Regions from separate parts of the Gossypium hirsutum genome. Here region 2 is linked to region 1. A link is a contact called in public Hi-C data. All regions are on one chromosome and are shown on one strand. Each heading gives the region's core, a stretch centred on a gene start, on an enhancer-like site or on the middle of the called end of the contact. The rest is flanking DNA. Distances are from core to core; before and after follow the strand shown.

Region 1 (3,896 bases), core at 817-3,316:
ACAATTGTTTGTATATGCATTGTTTAATTAAAAAGGATAAATTACAAGCTAATCACTTATGTTTGTTAAAGTTTATGTTTTGGTTATCAAACTTTAAAAAATTATTATATAATCATTAATATCGTCTATTTATCATGTTATTGTCACTCAGTTGTTAACTTTCAGTAAAGGTGTCATCTTTTCAGATGAACATTTTAAACCAAATTGTATAGTTAGTCCTTGCACTTTTTTTTTGAGCTATTTTAATTATATCTCCTTCATCAAATAAAGGGTTAGAAAATTTTAAAATTCTTGGTTGTTGAATTTGATGAATTGAGTTAACTTTACGTGGAAATTTTGAGCTTTGTAGGCTAAAACAAAAATTCTTATTGTCAGCTCCAATATTGAAGAAAAATGAAGGATAATATATTTTTAAAAAACTACTTAAACTACTACATTTTATTTAAACAAATCTTTATATTATTTTTGTAATTAAGTAAAGTATTGGCCTATTATTTTTACTCATGAAAATATTTGATTTTAATATTAAAATGATGATATTTTTGAATTTTTAAATTAATTTGTATTTAATACTGTTGTGAATTTAATGAGAATTAATTTAAAAAATAAAATAATGATTTTTAAACGTAAAATAAAATAATATTTCTGGATTTTTTTGTGAAAATACACAATTAAATATTCTTTTGAAAATTTTGAATATATATTAACTAAAAATGATCTTAATTCAAATATACAATGAGAGAGATCTAAATGAATAGAAAATGAAAAAAAGAGAAGAAAGAAAATATTACAATGAAACAATTGTCAGAATGAAGCAATTCAGACAAAAAATAGGACTTCCTAAAACCCAGCTCGAAACTAAAAGAGAGAAGGTTACGTTTTATTTTGAATGTCAGCAGTAAAAATAATAGAAATCAACCTCATTGCAAATAAAATCCAATTAGCTTAAAATATACCAAACAAGCAAACATAGAACTCTGTTATTAGAAAATAGAAATTTCAATTACTCATCGATGTAGTGGCATCTAAGAAAATATGTCAAAAATAAAACTAAACATGGTTAAGAATTGCATTTGGCAGAGAATCCTTTAAGCAGATAAAGAAAATGAAAAGAACACTTCATATAAGTTAAGAAAGAAAAATTTATACATTTCCATGAATAATAAATAATGGGTTGAAGATGGGGTTTATTTTTCTTCTTGTTGAGGTTGAATTTAAGAATGAGTTTTGATGTTTTATATTTTGTTTTAGGGAGGGGATTTTGGTTATTTACGTTCTGGAAAGCTAAAAGAAAAAGAAAAAGGAAAGTTAAAAGAAAAGAAAAATTAAAATTATAGGGATTAATTAAAAAATTTGACATCAACTTATTGTTACACACTTAACAAAAGTTAATGGCTGCATAATTTTGATGTCCAAAATGTACTTAAACAAAACATAAGTGTAATTTAGTCAACAAACGAGAAAGAAAGAAGGAACAAAGGCCGGAAATTCCAGCAGATGGGTAGCCCGCATGCATGAATTCCAGAGGAAATTAAGACCACCAATATTAACAAGCTAAAAGAAAAGAATAAACCAACTTCTTAGGAGAAAAACCTTAACATTCAAATATAATTACTGTAAGAAAAAAAGAAGAAGAAGAAGAAGGAAGAGAGTACATTGGTATATGGCAAGGCAGCAAATGCCATATAAATTCTATATTATATATAATCTACATAAATATTTGAATATTAATGTCGACTGAATTATTGGAGTGTTTAGTTAACATCATTCAATCTTTAAATAACTTTTACCTTTACCCTTATAAAAAGAAAAGGAGAGATTAAATTGAGGGTTGGCAAATCTTGGAAAGAGCTTGCAGAAGATTAAGTTGTAAGCGCAAATGCAGTATATAATCTGCCGTCCTCAAGAACAGGCGATCCGGTTGCATCAATTTCCCTCCCGGAATTAGCTTTTGCAACCTTTTGATCTTCATTCTAACTGATCGACCACCGGTGCTGCCTCCGCCACTGCAAGCAGTCCGCCTCCTCCTCATCCTCCATTTCACCATAGAAAACTCTTTGCACCTCCTTGGCTCCGTCTGTTTCATAAGAAAATGCGTATAAATTTCTTAAGCTAAATAGAGAACAAAAACGCAGGGAGGAAGGAAGTCACTCTTTATTTTCTTGGGTTTGTGCTCAAAGGAATGAAAAGTTACAATTGATGTAACGAAAAACAATGGAAGGGGAGAGAGGTATGAATGATGGGAAGAAGAGATATAGAAGGGACCATGTGAGCCGAGTCTTGATGTTCCTTTCGGCTCTTACGACATGAATCATAAATATTCTCTCTTATTTTCATAAAATATTAAAAATATGCACACGTATTTGTTTCTGTTTTAGTCACACGTTCTCTCTAGTTTGTCGTTTTATGGACGTGGGCTTGCAGTGGGGCCCAATAAATGCTTACCTTTCAACTGACCGACGCACCTATCTCACTCCAAATCCCAACCCCATTTTTGCCTATACCATCATACTCTGCACCACTAATCTTTTGTTGAGAATTTAGTTATTCAATCCAACTCTTTTTGCTTTATATTTTACTTTTATCTATAATAAAAACATTATTGTCTTAATAAGTGGGGTTACCCTCGTAACTTTTATTAAAAATATTGGCCCGATAAATTATGTAAGTTCTTAAGTTTTATATTATGAATTTTTAACATAAAAAATACAACATTTGTTAATTCAACTTAGTAACTCATAAATTAGTTAATTGAACTCAATAATTATATGTATTTGTATGAATGTACATTATTCTATCATTTAGCAAAATAGTGTAGTTAATAGTGTAGTTGAGTTGAGCCCAACTCAAATAGTGGAAAACACAAGTTCAAGCTCAAATTCGACTCGAAATTCAAGGCTCGATATTCGATTTAAGTTCAATCAGACATCAATTTTTAAACTTGAGCTTTATTAGGCTTGTTTCTTAATTAAGCTCGTTCATACTTAAGCTATTTTATATAATAATAGTAAAAATGTGATTTCATATACAATATATTAAAATGAAAAGCTCAATTAGAGTCAGAACTATTCAAATTGAGTATTACAATGCTCAAATTCAGCTTGATTAATAGCTTAAGTTGCTTGAGTGCAAGCTCAACTCGATAATTACCGAATCAAATTTGAGCCTTTTATTTGGAGTCAAACACAAATAGCTTGTGAGCATTGGTGTCTTATTTATACCACTACTTTCACACATTCAACCTGTCATTATTTCCTTATTTCTTCATCATCATTCGTGCCATATAGGGTCTAAATGTCAATCTATCTCCTTAGAAACAAAAAAAACATCGTGTCAATACAAAGAGAAAAATCTTACAAACCACATGATGGTGTTGATGATTAATCTACTTAATTATTTTTTAGGTTAAGTTTATTGAATTAATGAGAATATGTTAAGGGGGAGCTGAGGTTACTTGATGTTATAGCTTCCTCCATTGTGTATGTTTTGTTCAACAAATTGCTAAAAGGGAAGATTGTTGAAAAATATAAAAATGGCAATAGAGTGCCAAGGGAGTTCTCACTCCTTTACCATTGGAGTTGTTTGAGATAGTTTTCATATTTGAAATGTTGGCAATTTATTGAACGACATTTATGGGTTGTGCTGAGTATATGGATGATATCTAGTCCATCAATGAAAATCATATCAATTGGAGAAACATAGTTTGGAGATTGGATCGAATTGGTTCACCTTATTTAATCCTTTAGATTGTGGCTATCAGATTGAATTAGAACACTGTATTCTTAGTTGTCAAGAGTCCATTTTTTTTGTTCATTATTATTATATTGTATTCAGCGTATAATGATGTTTTTTTTATAGGGATTGATATAGATCTTCTCTATGTTAGCAAGTCTTAA
Region 2 (3,896 bases), core at 821-3,320, 50 kb after region 1:
CGAAGACAACTTGGTCATAAGAGGGAAAAATGCATGACTGTTTCATTGAAGAGAAGTTCTCTTTTGGATGCAAGTTTTGAAAAGTTAAAGCACTATGTTCGTGAAAATCAGACCCAAGTTAGTTTTGATTTGGCATTGCACAAGTCGACGGCTAGAAATTTTCCAACTTCTAAGCACAAATTTGACTCAGTTAATTCCCTGCATAGTTCAAGATAGGCCCGTGGTGGGCTTTGGCAAAGATGGCATTGTGAGAATTCGTCTCAAGGTAGAGATTGTTAGAGTTGTGTGGCCCAAATTTCTGTTAAATAAGAAATTGCTTGCAAGTTAAACAAAATATAATTTCTTTTTAGAAGATTTAATATTTATTAGTATAATATATTTAATATTTATTAGCATAATTTATTTGACCTACGAATTTAGCTTATAAATAATCTTTACGAATTTAACTTATAAATAGTCTTTTTTTTATAACCTTAGAAAAACACCCATTAAAAAATTAGAACCCATAACACTGTTGGAGAATTTTGTGTTTACGTTTAGAGGGTTCTTTGTTTTCGGGTTTCGGGGTTTAGTTTTTTTATCTCTATCTTTTGTACTCTTCGTTATTTTGCCATTATAGTAAAAATTATCTTTGCCCGTGGTTTTTTATCCTCTTTGGAGGAGCTTTTCCACGTTAAATTTGTGTGTTTAATTTCTCAATTTCTTCCGTTATTTTAACTTGTTTGTTGCTTAATCGGGTCGATTCCCAATATGAATATTATCTAATAATAATCTTGGATTAGAAACGTATTTTGATGGCAGTACATAAATGTTGTACCAGTATGAATTATGTACATTTTATATGCATATGGCTAGTGGGGGTCAAAGATGGCAATAAATCATGTGCCGTGCCCTAGAGGTCGAGGTGGGCTAACATAACATGCTGGCTGGCTATCAAACACCTTCCTATGGCTGCTAAAAAGTTTTAATTCCGCTAAGTTCCAATTGATTCGTTGGAAATGAAAATGACCTCTTGCCTTCATTCTTTCTGTGCATTTAATTTCAAGAAAAGAGAAAAACGTGTACTCTGCAAAAATAATCATTTCTCTCCACAATATATATCAAAATCAAACCAATATTATTGTATACTATATATATGTGAAATAATTAATATACGCGTCATGCAAAAGTTTTCAAATTGTTTTAGGAAATGGATAATGATTTTTTTCACATGTGCGATGTTCATATATATGATTTATATGTAAACCATTAATACAGATATGTGCTCTGCTGGCTTGATTTCGTCCATACAAAAATATGTGTATGTATGGAGTTTATAACTTCTGCATCAAAGTTTATTAATTTATGTATGGTGAATCATCTATATACAATACTTCTTAATTGTGACAGATACGTCTTTATAGAAAGGTGTGTGTGAATATTATCAAATTCCTTGAAAATGAATCATCAATAGTAATACTATTGCTTTTATTGAATTTAATTACAAACATTCTATTAAATACATATGAATTTTCACATTTATTTGAATTTAAGTGTATATATTGATAAGTGTCTAATATGAATTTTTACAATAGTAATTTTAATAATTTATATATTATAATTTTAAAAACGTTAAATTAAATTTATATAATTTTTAAGTGGTTAAAGTGTATTTTTATCATTATTAATTTAAAATTTTATAAATTATAAAAAGTCTAAATTAAGATTTTACTATTTTAGGAAACCATGCCCTTTGATATTTGCTAAGCTCCGCGATTGGTAGATATGATAAAATCTTTTAAAATAATTTTTCATATATATATGAACGATTATATATCCATACTTATGAGAATTATATTGTCACTTTCATTGCCACCATTGAAACCCTCGGGAATATAAGTGGGAGAATTGAGGAGTTTGAACGTAAAAAGCTAACCCATATATGCAAATTAAGGCAACAAATGAAAGAGAAAATGGGATTAATTTAATTTGATGGTTGGATGTATAAATAATCTGATGACATGTAAGGGGTTGCATGGATGACGATGATATGATATGATATGGAGGGGGCATTCCCTCCATCATCTCACAAACTGTTTGTTGCACCCTTCATCCCATACTCACCATGTGGATTGCCAACTTATTGACCTTGACCATTCATTACCTATACATTAATTATTTGTTCTTGAATATATATGGATAAAAGTATTATGGAAGTTTTTGTATCAAGAGTTAAATTGTATTTTATTTTATCTATTTAAAAAATAGATAAAGTAATCCATGTACATTAGATCAAATAATAAATTAGTCCTTTTGTTAAAAAAAATTCAGTTTTGCTATTAAATACATCAACATGAGGTATACATGACACACTATATGTCATTGTTTGGTTATTCCTTCAACTATGTTAGTTTTTAACTGTACAAATAGATAGAATTTTCAATAGAAAAGATCAATTTACTTTTTAATGTAATATATAAGGACTAGGTTGCTCATTTTTTTAATAGAAAAGGCAAAATGCAATCTGACTTTTAATACATGAACCTCCATAATACTTTTATAGATATTTGTGGCAATTTCCCTTTTCCTCGGTTTGTTCCAAAATTGTTCCCTTTGTATCCTTTAGATGATATTGAATTACTTTGGTTTTTTTGAAAGAAAATGATATTGAATTATATTATAGGTTAATATTTGATACATTATCGGTGTATAAGTCTCATGCACCATCATTGAACCACATTAAGCCACCTCACAATAAGCAAAATAATTGAGTATTTTAGGACTTATAAATAAATATAGATAAGTTTATTTAATTATAATTAAAATTAATTATATTTTTTTTTCTCAACTTCTTTCCAGTGTATAGAGATAGGAAAACTTCTCCAAATTAGGTTTTGGCCTTTGGGATTTCTTTTTTCTCAATTTAGAATTATTTAATTGATTTTCAACCACCAAACAGTTATTTATAATCATCTATTTCTAGGGACAACTAAATTTGTCGGTAAGGCAGGTGAAGCTCAAAGGTGAAGAATTTACTATGGACATCTATTCCTATAGAGATATAAACACCCATGAAAAGTAAAACAACTGAAATCAACAATAATTCATCACCTATGGAAGTATTGTTGTTAACAATATATTTTTATTACAATAATCGTTAAATCTGCTGGAGTTGTAAGTTTTTTTTTTCTTTTACAGTAATCATTAAATCTATAATGTTAACTTTCAAGATACTTAATGAAGCCAAAAGATTGTCAGAATAATTTAATGTGGGAGAAGGAGAAGATAAAAAATCACAAAAATAATTCTAATTGTTTGGTGATTGGAAATTAGTGAAATATTTTTAAATTGAACCAAAAGAATCCCAAAAACCAAAACCTAATTTAGAGAAGTTTGCTACATCAATATATAGGGAAAGGCTTGACAAAAAATATTATTAATTTTAATTATAATTAACTAATCTTATCAATATTTATTTATAAGTCCTTATATTTTATTATTTTACTTATTGATAAGGTGATTTAATGTGAATTTTTTAATAGTACATGAGATTTATACACAGACAATGCATCAAATATTATTCTTATATTATTTAATACAACTTTTAATCATTATTTAAAATTATAATTTTATAATTCATTGATGGATGTTTATGAATAATTTTCTATCATAATTATTGAAAAGTAATCAACAAAAGTATAATGAATAGGATCTCAACCCATTTTTTTGGGATGTTCAAGGAATTAAATTTTACAAATATGATTAGAAGAAATTAGATATAAGAATTGCTAAGTTATTTAAATTCAATTTGAGTATAAATATGAATATATATTTAATATAAGTATACTTAAAATATTTAGAATTTCTTATATAGTTAGAGGATTTTACATGTTAAATACAAATAGAAAATTTTATAA

Evidence for each region. A called contact is a pair of places that touch in the nucleus more often than the background predicts.
Region 2: a Hi-C map of leaf shows a contact between it and region 1, with 1.8 times the contacts expected there. The contact joins two enhancer-like sites. A contact is called at or near these places in 6 of 34 Hi-C or Micro-C datasets (anther, leaf and petal).

The regions. Positions count from the first base shown.
Region 1 is chrD02:61,672,620-61,676,515 of Gossypium_hirsutum_v2.1, forward strand. No RefSeq gene overlaps it. Among protein-coding and RNA genes, the nearest start is that of LOC121214999, 49 kb to the left of the region's middle. Within about 2 kb of position 2,067, at least 7 of the 9 cell types and tissues checked have an H3K27ac peak or open chromatin away from gene starts, as enhancers often do. A contact at or near this core is called in leaf, where this site is marked.
Region 2 is chrD02:61,722,236-61,726,131 of Gossypium_hirsutum_v2.1, forward strand. No RefSeq gene overlaps it. Among protein-coding and RNA genes, the nearest start is that of LOC121215068, 64 kb to the right of the region's middle. Within about 2 kb of position 2,071, at least 3 of the 9 cell types and tissues checked have an H3K27ac peak or open chromatin away from gene starts, as enhancers often do. A contact at or near this core is called in leaf, where this site is marked.